2 separate regions of the Salvelinus alpinus genome follow, and region 1 is linked to region 2. The links are chromatin contacts, called in public Hi-C maps. All regions are on one chromosome and are shown on one strand. The core of a region is the stretch at or near the end of the contact, and the rest is flanking DNA. Distances in the headings are between cores, read along the strand shown.

The links. Hi-C and Micro-C count contacts between places; a contact is called where the count stands out from the background.
Region 1: a Hi-C map of muscle shows a contact between it and region 2, with 3 times the contacts expected there. The contact joins the promoter of LOC139535828 here to the promoter of uroc1 in region 2. A contact is called at or near these places in 2 of 3 Hi-C or Micro-C datasets (muscle and red muscle).

The regions. Positions count from the first base shown.
Region 1 is chr12:29,023,678-29,030,386 of SLU_Salpinus.1, forward strand. It overlaps LOC139535828 (transmembrane and coiled-coil domains protein 2-like), which reads left to right and starts at 3,380. Exons shown (of 3, transcript XM_071335660.1): 1 at 3,380-3,709; 2 at 3,997-4,656; 3 at 5,278-6,709. The coding sequence starts at 3,419. The coding sequence ends at 5,574.
Region 2 is chr12:28,857,430-28,863,870 of SLU_Salpinus.1, forward strand. uroc1 (urocanate hydratase 1) reads right to left here and starts at 1,365. Exons shown (of 19, transcript XM_071335675.1): 1 at 1,093-1,365. The coding sequence starts at 1,218.

The DNA of each region.
Region 1 (6,709 bases), core at 2,130-4,629, 170 kb after region 2:
GTAGAATAGTATAGAATACAGAATATACATACAGTTGAAGTCGGAAGTTTACATACACCTTAGCCAAATACATTTAAACTAAGTTTTTCACAATTCCTGACATTTAGTCCTAGTAAAAATTCCGTCTTAGGTCCGTTAGGATCACCACTTTATTTTAAGAATGTGAAATGTCAGAATAATAGTAGAGATAATTATTTATTTCAGCTTTTATTTCTTTCATCACATTCCCAGTGGGTCAGAAGTTTACATACACTCAATTAGTATTTGGTAGCATTGACTTTAAATTGTTTAACTTGGGTCAACCGTTTCTGGTAGCCTTCCACAAGCTTCCCACAATAAGTTGGGTGAATTCTGGCCCATTCCTCCTGACAGAGCTGGTGTAACTGAGTCAGGTTTGTAGGCCTCCTTGCTCGCACACACTTTTTCAGTTCTGCCCACACATTTTCTATTGGTTTGAGGTCAGGGCTTTGTGATGGTCACTCCAATACCTTGACTTTCTTGTCCTTAAGCCTTTTTGTAACAACTTTGGAAGTATGCTTGGTGTCATTGTCCATTTGGAAGACCCATTTGCGACCAAGCTTTAACTTCCTGACTGATGTCTTGAGATGTTGCTACAATATATCCACATACTTTTCTTTCCTCATGATGTCCTCTATTTTGTGAAGTGCACCAGTCCCTCCTGAAACAAAGCACCCCCGCAACATGATGCTGCCACCCCTCGTGCTTCACGGTTGGGATGGTGTTCTTCGGCTTGCAAGCCTCCCCCTTTTTCCACCAAACATAACGACGGTCATTATGGCCAAACAGTTCTATTTTTGTTTCATCAGACCAGAGGACATTTTTCCAAAAAGTACGATCTTTGTCCCCATGTGCAGTTGGAAACCGTAGTCTAACTTTTTTATGGCAGTTTTGGAGCAGTGGCTTCTTCCTTGCTGAGCGGCCTTTCAGGTTATGTCGATATAGGACTTGTTTTACTGTGGATATTGATACTTTTGTACCTGTTTCGTCTAGCATCTTCACAAGGTCCTTTGCTGTTGTTCTGGGATTGATTTGCACTTTTCGCACCAAAGTACGTTCATCTCTAGGAGACAGAACGCGTCTCCTTCCTGAGCGGTATGATGGCTGCGTGGTCCCATGGTGTTAATACTTGCGTACTATTGTTTGTACAGATGAACGTGGTACCTTCAGGTGTTTAGAAATTGCTCCCAAGGATGAACCAGACTTGATGTCAAGCAAAGAGGCACTGAGTTTGAAGGTAGGCCTTGAAATACATCCACAGGTACACCTCCAATTGACTCAAATGATGTCAATTAGCCTATCAGAAGCTTCTAATGTCATGACATAATTTTCTGGAATTTTCCAAGCTGTTTAAAGGCACAGCCAAATTAGTGTATGTAAACTTCTGACCCACTGGAATTGTGATATAGTGAACTATAAGTGCAATAATCTGTCTGTAAACAATTGTTGGAAAAATTACTTGTGTCATACACAAAGTAGATGTCCTAACCAACTTGCCAAACTATAGTTTGTTAACAAGAATTTTGTGGAGTGGTTGAAAAACAAGTTTCAATGACTCCAACCTAAGTGTATGTAAACCTCCGACTTCAACTGTATGAGATGAGTAATGCAAGATATGTAAACATTATCAAAGTGACTATTGTTCCATTACTTAAAATGGCCAGTGATTTCTAGTCTATGTCTATAGAAAGCAGCCTCTAATGTGCTAGTGATGACTGTTTAACAGTCTGATGGCCTTGAGATAGAAGCTGTTTTTCAGTCTCTCGGTCCCAGCTTTGATGCACCGATACTGACCTCACCTTCTGGATGATAGAGGGTTTAAAACAACAATGAGTGTGGTCACATGCGCACAATAATGTGTTTATTGTGGATAGTCTTATTAATGTAATAGTTTGTTTAAAACCGAAAAAGTGATTTCTCTAATAATCCTGTTTACATTGACACATCAGAAATCAGACTACCTGATGACGCTGATAAATGCACAACATCGGCAATCAAAATGATGGTTCTACCATTTTTGGGAAGCATATTTGATTCTGAGTTCGGACATAAAGTTTGTATGTGAAAACTACTTCTAAGACACATACATTCAGTTGTTCTGAAAACACTTCACTCGCGCTAAAGAGGGAGGCTCACTCGGATGGTTCTAGCAAATATGCAGATCAAATACACCGCTGGAACGCCGATTAAGGTGATTACATGTTCTAATCATTTGAAAGATAGCTCAGAAAACCAGGTGTTTTAATTAATCGGCATATGCTTACTTCGATTTTGACCTTGAGCTGTTACCATGAATATTGCATAATCAGTTTAATATCAAATCATTAGAATGCATGTAAACATACCCAATGTTGTACAGAGCCATGTATTTAAAGAGTTGGGCCAATGCAGTTTCTGCATTATGGTGTATTTACTTAACACTTCAACATTCTATGGCAGCCATGCTACTGTAGCTCTCCATTAACAGTACATGGGGATTATTTAAAAAATACGGTAAAACTGAATGTCTATGAGCCTTGTGATGCATTTACATAACACTACAACATTTTATGGTAGCCATGTTATGTTCCTATTAACATTAAATGGGGATTATTTTAACAATGCTATGTAAATATTTTAAAAATGTTATGTAACTGAACGTCTTGTCTATACATTGTCCTAAAAAAAGTTGTCCTAACTCTCTATGGCTTTGATGTTGTTCAGTCCTGTGTCATAATCAGTGTAATTACCAGATACATTCTATTCCATAAAAGGAAAATCCTGTAACCTGGTGATGTCATAAGTGGTCTACAAAACAATTTGAAGCTATGGCAATTTGAACTATGCAGTTATGGGTACCTAATTTATTTATTTTTTCTTTAAAGGTAAGACAGTTGTACTCATATTTTCCCAAAATCAACCGGATACTTCATTCGTTGAAATTAGCATTGAACGGAGGGGAAATCTATTAATTGATAGTACAGATTTTTGTCCATATAATTATGGTTAGAATCAATGCACTGTACATCATGATTTCTTAGTTAAGTAGTTTATGCACTGTTAAAATGGTATTTATACACATCGTCCTGTTGAAAGGCAGCTCTGTCAGGAGCCTACTGTATATGAGCCATGCTGAAGATCTGAGACGGGGCTGGAGGTTGGGCGAGGAAAAAATCACCACATCTGTCATTGTGATGGTTTTTTTGCTTTAAAGAGATATTTTACCGTCTAATGCAGCCCTCGCATAAATTATGCTCACTCCACTCTCTTTGCCTGCACTCTATCACGCCTGCCTCCCCACCGCTGGCCCTTTTAGCTGGATTAGAGCGAGGTGACAATGTTGGGCCTGCCCCCCTCAGCCAGCCATGGTGCCTCTGACACCTCTCATATCAGCATAGATGGGGCAGGGGCTGTGGCAGAGATGGGAGCTGTGGACAGAGGGGCTGAAGGGTCAGTGGTTGTCGAGGTGCAACGAACACACACTGCTCTGGAGAAGCTGCAGCAGAAGATCACTGAGCAGATTCGCATAGAACAGGAGGCACGAGATGACAACGTGGCTGAGTACTTCAAGCTGGCCCACAATGCCAACAGGCATCAGGCTTTCCGTATCAGACAGGTGTTTGAGAAGAAGAACCAGAAGTCTGCACAGACCATCACCCACCTGCACAAGAAGCTAGAGCATTATCGCAAGAAGTTGAAGGAGCTACAGCAGGTGTGTGTGTGTGTGTGTGTGTGTGTGTGTGTGTGTGTGTGTGTGTGTGTGTGTGTGTGTGTGTGTGTGTGTGTGTGTGTGTGTGTGTGTGTGTGTGTGTGTGTGTGTGTGTGTGTGTGTGTGTGTGTGTGTGTGTGTGTGTGTGTGTGTGAGTGAGTGAGTGAGTGTGTGAGTGTGTGAGAGAGAGAGAGAAACAGAGAGAGAGAGAGATGGGTCCTCCATGTCTCAGTGGTCTTCTTTTGAGTTTGCACCGTTTCCCCTTTCACATTACCTCCTTCTCCTTATAGCATGGTCTAGGCCAGCTGCATAAGGATGTGCTGGTGGACATGCAGCAGGGGCTGAAGGATGTAGGGGCCAACGTACGAGCAGGGATCAGTGGCTTTGGTGGAGGTGTGGTGGAGGGGGTCAAAGGAGGGGTGTCAGAACTTACCCATACTGCTGTGGTATCTAAGCCAAAAGAGTTTTCCAGCTTGATCTGCAACAAATTCGACAGCACAGACACCATAGAGGACACGGTAGAGGGGCATTCAGACGACGCACCCCTGAGTGGCAGCTTCACCTTGGCCTCCAGCCCCAAGTACGGCAGTGATGACGAGTGCTCCGGGGCCGGGGGACAAGGGGGGATGTTAGGGCTGGGGCCGGCCAGGCTGGATGGGCACCACCATCACAGTTCCTGGGACAACCAGCCGGTAGGCCTGCAGGAGATCAAGGCCAGCCAGGCCCACATGGAGGACGCCATCGAGGACATGAAGAGTCAGCTGCAGAGTGACTACTCCTACATGAACCAGTGCCTGCAGGAGGAGAGATACAGGTATGAGCGACTGGAAGAGCAGCTGAATGACCTGACAGAGCTGCACCAGAAGGAGATGTCCAACCTGAAACATGAGCTGGCCAGCATGGAGGAGAAAGTGGCCTACCAGTCTGATGAGATAACCCGAGACTCTCAGGTAAAGAGGCAGACACTGTGTATAAGCAGCTGTGTAGTGGAGGGTAAACACATGTAAATGCATTTTATTCACCTTTTTTATTTTGAATATTTACCCACCTTTTACAGAAAAATGCAATGAAAGTTTAGGGAGCATTACTTTACTCACTGCGAACTACGATCAGCGGTTACCAACCATTTTTTTTTACCACTACAGCACTGTGTATAAGATGTACTGAAACACACTGACGTACCACACACCCCCGCAGCTCCCGCAAGGCAATATTTTGGAGGTTGGGTCCCCCCTGTCCAGATAGAAAATGAACACGTCATACATTTTTAGAATGACAGGAAATTAGCTATAAAACTGCAAAATGTTCTCTCAGCCTCGTGGCAAAATATGTAGAATAGCAGGAAATTAGCTTTAAAAATTCTAAATTCTCAGCCTCATTGCAAAATGTGTAGAATAGCATGAGATTAGCTATAAAACTGCTCATCTTTCTCACAGCCTCATGGCAAAATGGGCTCCTCAAGTATGAGTGCAGATCAGAGCCTATACTGTAGTACCCCTGAAGCTGTTGGAACTTTATGTTTGGTGTGTTTGTATTTGTACATATTATGTTATATGTGTGTGTTTGTACAGGAGGCGGTGGAGTCATGCCTGACCCGCATCACTAAGTTGGAGCTGCAGCAGCAGCAGCAGGTGGTGCAGTTGGAGGGTGTGGAGAACGCCAACGCCCGCGCCCTGCTGGGCAAACTCATCAACATTATCCTGGCTGTCATGGCCGTAGTGCTGGTGTTCGTCTCCACCCCAGCCAACTTCATCACTCCGCTCATAAAGACCCAAGATCGGGGGGCCGCCACCATCCTACTGGCCCTTTTTCTGTTCGTCCTTTGGAAGCACTGGGACTTCCTGGTGCTCTGGCTACTGCCAGGCTGAGCCCTCCACAGGCCAATACCTACACACATTGTTTAAACTTGACCTACCACCTATGAGATATAAATAAATCTTGATACATATGTGGCTGAGAAGATAAGCTTTAAAAAAATATATACATATTTTTCAACACAAATTGTACCCGCATTTAATCCAAATATTTTTAAACAATATACAGAATATAAAATGTTTTTTTCATCTCATCTCAGGCCAAGGAAAGCCTACACTGCTGCCTGCAACATTGAACCACTCCAGAATGCCTGACTCATTATTCTGATGTTGCAGGCAGCTAATAATTTTTTTGTAATCAATTTAATTCAGCACTTAATCAGATCCACGAGGAGCCTAATGAATAATTCAGTGTCGTCCTCTGAGAACCTCCTGGGGTCAAAAACAAACGCTTTTCTGACAGGCAGCTAGCTAGCTACGTCACACAACCGCCACACTGCTGCACACCTCAGCAAGAATAGAATCTGAACTTAATAGTTGCCTGCCCTACAGTAGCTTGCTTGAATTTGGAGACTGAGCAATTAGACTATAGGCTGCCGCAGTGCAATATACTGTATATGATATCTAGAGGTGGTTGTGGTTTCAAAACTATGGGCTAGTGTGGAACACAGTTGTGTAAATCTGTTCTTTGATTGTGGGTGTAAGTTGGGTGTAAATAAAAAATCAATAGGCCTACAAAGCAAGCCTAGGTGGAATTGGCCTGTCTGACCTACTTTTCTAGGCTACATGCTCTCCACAGGCAAATTCTAATGAAAATGGCCTTGCTGACAGTCTACCTTTCTAGTTTTTCCCACAGCCTGTGGTTGGTACATGCGTAGGAGCATTGCCATGCTTAGGCTATATGCTGTTACAGGCGAGAGCTTCGGTAGTTGTGGGGGTGGTGGTTTAGCTCACAGATGCATCACTATGCATCTACATTCTCATCCAGTGTTGACTCTAACCATAAGTGTTTATTCTATCTCTAAATTCATTAAAGGCCCAGTGCACTCAAAAACTAGATTTTTTTGTGTTTTATATACACTGATGTTGAGTTGCACTCTACAAGGTGTCGAAAGCATTCCACAGGAATGCTGGCCTATGTTGACTCTAATGCTTCCCACAGTTGTGTCGAATTGGCTGGACGTCCTTT
Region 2 (6,441 bases), core at 115-2,614:
GGACAATAACCACCCAAGCCACTGCCTGTTCACCCCGCTTCCATCCAGAAGGCGAGGTCAGTACAGGTGATCAAAGTTGGGACAGAGAGATTGAATAACAGATTCTATCTCAAGGCTATCAGATTGTTAAACAGCCACCACTAGCACAGAGAGGCGGCTGCCTACCTACAGACTTGATATCATTGGCCACTTTAATAAATGGAGCACTAGTCACTTTAATAATGACACTTTAAGGATGTTTACATATCTTGCATTACTCATTTCATATGTACATTTTATACTGTATACTGCATCCTTCGCTATCTATTATTTACTATCTATTGCATCTTAGCCGCTCTGTCACTGCTCATCCACATGTTTTATATTTATATATCCTCATCCCATTCCTTTATTAGATTGTGTGTATTATGTTTTGTTGTGGAATTGTTAGATATTACCTGTTAGATACTGCTGCACCGTCGGATCTAGAAGCATACGCATTTTGTTACACTCGCAATAACATCTGCTAACCATGTGTATGTGACCAATAACATTTGATTTGATTTGATTTAATTGTGATTGTGTGCCATTCAGAGTGTCAATGGGCAAGACAAAAGATTTAAGTGCCTTTGAACTGGGTATGGTAGTAGGTGCCAGGCGCACTGGTTTGTGTCAAGAACTGCAATGCTGCTAGGTTTTTCACTCTCAATAGTTTCCCGTGTGTATCAAGAATGGTCCACCACCCAAAGGACACAACTGTGCAAAGTATTGGAGTCAAAATAGGCCAGCATCCCTGTGGAATGCTTTCGACACCTTATAGAGTCCATGCCCCGACAAATTGAGGCTGTTCTGACGGCAAAAGGGGGTCGGGTTTGGTATACTCAGTGTAGATGTATAATCATCTTGTGAAGATATGCATCTTTGGTCTAGTTTACTACTAACATACCACATTAAAAGCATCATGGTTTCACTCATAGATATACAGAGAGGCCTTAAAAGCAAAAATACTTCAGTATTGCAATACTAAATCTGCAGATAAATCCCTGAGTATGACGTCAATGCTCGTTGACACGTTCTGCATTCAGAGATGTGACAGTACGTCTGTGGACTCACCCTCTCCTCCTCTGGAGTGAGGTTGGGCATCCTGACGGGTGCATGTGGCACACTGGGGTCCCGGCCCCGATTGGATGGCATGGGGTCCAGAGGCAGGCCGCTACACAACTCCTTCAGGTTTGACATCCTGTCCACTGTGTCCTGTCACACTATGGGCAATTTAAGCAGGATCAGAGGAGAGACAAACCCAGAGAGACACACAATGTCTGGGAACGCAGGAAAATGGGCACGCAGCTCTGTAGCTCACTGCTGACAACTGTTTATCAGAGTAAAGGGTCTGTAGTCTGTGGGACAGCTACCTGTATAAGGTTGAGATAAGGGTCACCCTCCTATCGCCACTCCCATTGGCTATCTGGCCTCTTTCCCCTCCTCACCCCACCAATAGCAGGGCAGAGCCAGAGAAGGGTGTGTGGTAATAATTTATTTTCTAGTGAACATGATGTTGCACACGCTTCAGTCGACAAACACTGGGGATGTATCCCAAAAGGCACCCTATTCCCTAAGTAGTGCATGACTTATGACTAGAGCCAGCCTTATGGGCCTTAATAAAAAGTAGTACACTACTTAAGGAATAGGGTTCCATTTAGGATGCAAACGAGCACTGACCTCTGACCACTCAGCTAAAACATGTAACTCAGTTACACAAAAGAAAAACACACTCACATGCGCATCTCAGAACCTTTGGCAAGGCCCATGTTACCCCCACACAAACACACCTTAAGAGTCCACCCGTGATTCAATCTAAATAATAGAATAAAGAAATCCCCATCAAAATCTGTCAGTTAAGCTATAGATATCATGTTTTTTGCTTGGTCTGTGTCTCAATCCACTGCATCAGCATATGTCAGCCTTCCGCATCTGCAGTGGAAGGTGGCCGAGCTACAGCAGTGTTTGTCAGACCATGAGACATCCCGAGAATCTGTCTTCGCACGAAAACGTACAAATCAACTTGCAAGATTGCCAGCCTCCTAACGTTAGCCCTACTAGCTTGCTAATGTTAGCCCTACCAGACTGCTAATGTTACGTTAGCAACTGGCTGACTCATTCAGTGATATCAACACTTAGTTTGCAGCTACATTAAAATAAACCAACGTTTTGGAAAAACAGAACGCCATCTAACCAGTTATCGAAGAATGTTAGCTTTATGCAGTTATCACAGCCAGCAAGCTAGCCAGCAAGCTAACGTTGGCTATTTAGCCACCTAGCTATTAGCTTAACCAGCCTAGCCAACCACCATGGTTATTGTTGTCAAGCTAGAGCCCAACTACTGGAGACCAGCTAGAACCCAATTAATGATACACAACTAAAACATAAACAAAGAGAGAGCAGAGACTTACAGATTGATGGCTGGGGCCCATCTGATGTTAAAACTTTTAAAAGAGTGCAGGCTGAGTTAGCAACCAAAGCGAGGGGGAGGCGGTGCTTCAACGGGCCGATAGAGTCAGGGAAATCCTGGAAAATAAATCCTAAATAGATAGATTCCAGATGTCAGTCAGCTAGTGCTCTAGCACTAAGCCAAGGTGGAAAAAGTTACAAAACTCCCGAAGCCTACTTCACAGAGTACATGGCGAAAAGTTTATAAAACTAAAAGGAGAACAGACGAGGTACTACACAATTAGAGAAGCAGGTATGAATTTCTCTTTCATTTTGAGCCCATGTCAAGAAGGCACCAGAGCCTACCGTGCTAAAGGGTTCCCACTAGATAACACAGCACAATGTCTGTGAAGAGCATGAGGTGTGGCTAACATTAGTCAGCTTGAGCTAGCTACTGAGATAGCACCGAGTAGATCCTACATATGATGTTGAGAAATAGTAAATTGTGGATAGTTTAGAAGATATCCGGAAATAAGTTAATAAATATGTAATAACCCCAAAACATAACGATGTTTGTACTTATAGGTAACCAGATTGTGACTACAACTAAGTTAATAAGTCTTTGACCACACTATGTTGTTACATTTGGTATTTGGTGTTTTATTAGGATCCCCATTAGCTATTGTGATCGCAGCAGCTACTCTTCCTGGGATCCACACAAAACATGAAATAATACAGAACATTAAGAGACAAGAATAGCTCAAGGACAGAACTACATACATTTAAAACATAGCATTATATAGATATTATATTCTCCCCTACACAGCCTAGATATCAGTACATACACACAAAATACCTAAGTCAAATAGGGGAGAGGCGTTGTGCGGTGAGGTGTTGCTTTATCTGTTTTGTTTTTTTTAAACCAGGTTTGCTGTTCACTTGAGCAATCTGAGATGGAGTTCCATGCAATCATGGCTCTATATAATAGTCTAAGTTTTCTTGAATTTGTTCTGGATTTGGGGACTGTGAAAAGACACCTGGTGGCATGTCTGGTGGGGTAAGTGTGGGTGTCAGTGCTGTGTGTAAATTGACTATGCAATCAATTTGGCATTTTCAACACATGAATGTTTCTTATAAAAACAAGAAGTGATGCAGTCAGTTGCTCCTCTACTTTTAGCCAAGAGAGACTGGCATGCATAGTATTGATATTAGCCCTTTGATAACAGTGAAGAGAAAGATGTACCACTCTGTTCTGGGCCAGCTGTAATTTTTCTAGGTCTTTCTTTGCAGCACCTGACCATATGACTGGTCAATAATCAAGATAAGATAAAACTAGACCCTGCATGACTTGATTTGTGGAGTGTGGTGTCAAAAAAGCAGAGCATAGGGCCTCCCGGGTGGCGCAGTGGTCTAGGGTACTGCATCGCAGCGCTAGCTGTGCCACCAGAGATTCTGGGTTTGCGAGGTCCGTGGGGCGAAGCACAATTGGCCTAGCGTCGTCCGGGTTAGGGAGGGTTTGGCCGGTAGGGATATCCTTGTCCCTTCACGCACCAGCGACTCCCGTGGTGGGCCGGCGGCAGTGCGCGCTAACCAAGGTCGCCAGGTGCACGGTGTTTCCTCCGGCACATTGGTGCGGCTGGCTTCCGGGTTGGATGCGCGCTGTGTTAAGTTAAGAAGCAGTACGGCTTGGTTGGGTTGTGTTTCGGAGGACGCATGGCTTTCGACCTTCGTCTCTCCCGAGCCCGTACGGGAGTTGTAGCCATGAGACAAGATTGTAATTACTAACAATTGGATACCACGAAATTGGGGAGAAAAAGGGGCTAAAATTATTTCTTTTTTAAGAGAAAAAAAAAGCAGAGCAATTTTTTATGACGGACAGAGGTCTGTCCGTCATAAAAAGATGCTCTGCTTTTTTTAAAATCTTTTTAAAATCTTTAAAAAAAAAAACTTTTACACCCTTTTTCTCCCCAATTTCATGGTATCCAATTGTTAGTAATTACTATCTTGTCTCATCGCTACAACGCTACAACTCCCATCTTCACAACCATTGAATCAATATGCACAAATTGGGGTATTGTTGTATGGTGGTATTGAAACTTTTGTGTTGTGGATATGTGGTGGTGTAGGGATGTTATGTGATGAACTGTTTTATCTTTAGCTCATTCAGTACAAACATAGTTCAACTGATTTATCTTTTATTTTATATGTAAAGTGGGTGCTTTGGTGTGTTTGAACCCCAGGAAGAGTAGCTGCTGCCCTGTTTTGACCATGACAGTTTACAATCCAAGGCGACACCAAGTAATTTAGTCTCACTCAACAGCCACATTATTCATTACCAGATTCAGCTGAGGTCTAGAACTTAGGGAATGATTTGTACCAAATGTAATGTTCTTAGTTTTAGATATGTTTAGGACTAGTTTATTACTAGCCACCCATTCTAAAACTGACTACAACTCTGTTTAGGGTTGCAGTGATTTCACTAGCTGTGGTTGCTGACACGTATAGGGATGAATCATTAGCATACATAGATACACAGGCTTTGTTTAATGCCAGTGGCAGGTCATTGGTAAAAATAAAAATGAGTAGAGGGCCAATAGAGCTGCTATGCGGCATGTTTATCATTAGAGAAGCTTCCATTAAAGAAAACCTTCTGTGTTCTATTAGATAGATAGCTTTAAATCCACAATTTGACAGAGGTTGAAAAGCCATAACACAAGTTTTTTTTAAAACAGGTTATGATCAATAATATAAAGGCTGCACTGAAATCTAACAGTACAGCGCCCATATCCTTCTTCTTATTTATTTGAACCAATAATCAGTCATTTGTGTCGATGCAGTACATGTTGAGTTCCCCTCTCTATAAGCATGCTGAAAGTCTGTTGTTAATTTGTTTACAGAGAAATATTTATCTGGTCAAACACTATTTTTTACAAAGTTTGCTAAGAGTTGGCAGCAAGCTGATTGGTTGGTTGTTAAAAACCAGTAAAGAGTGTTTTACCATTCTTGGATAGTGGAATGACTTTGGCTTCCCTCCAGGTCTGAGGACAAACATTTTTCTCCAGACTCAAATAAAATAGATAAAAAATAGGAGTGGCAATATAGTCCGCTACCATCCTCAGTAGCGTTCCATCTAAGTTGTCAATACCAGGTGGTTTCTCATTATTGATGGACAACAATACTTTTTCTACATTACACACACTAACTATATATACTATTTCATGTAAGTAGATTAAGTAGACAATATAGGGTATGCTTTTACAGTGATTGTATATTTATAGATAGGCTGAGTGATTTTATGGAGGTGGATTTGGTGGATGCGTCCTTGGTCAAAAACAATATTCTAGCATGGTGGTGTAAATGGTGTTTCATAAAGAAAGTATGTATATTTTTGCCATTAAATAAAGTTGAGGAAATCGAAGCCTTTGCAGCCTGAATGGAGAATGTTTTAGGTTTCCAACCGGTCCACAGGGGATATGACTGTTTTGCCGGCTGCATACAAGTCATTTGGACGGTAAGATGAACTCAATATCGTCATCTGCTGCGCTTTGGGCTATACGTAAAGTAAACGTTAGGCTACCTTCCTCCTTGACCAGGACATTTCTTCGATGTGGTATCTATCTGTGCTGTTCAAGGTGTCAATGTGGTTCCGAGTTTCCTGGAGATAAGTTTCACAACTAAGTAGCTAACACACAAGGTTTGTGGGCAACTTAATTGGGGAGAACAGGCTCGTGGTAATGGCTGGAGCGGAATAAGTGGAATGGTATGAAATACATTAAACACATGGTGAATTGCCATTCCATTTGCTCCGTTCCAGCCATTATTATGAGCCGTCCTCCCCTCGGCAGCCTCCACTGGTTTCTAGCGCTTTCATATTGTTCTGACTAGAGGGAGTACAGCTACGACCTGGAGTGACTTTTTCATAGCAGGTTAGGATCATTTTTACAGCAGGTTAGGAGAGTTAGGTTAAGGTTAAGAAAAGGGTTACAGTACACCGTTTTTGTATTGGTGCATCTGATGACGTCAGCACAGAGTTTC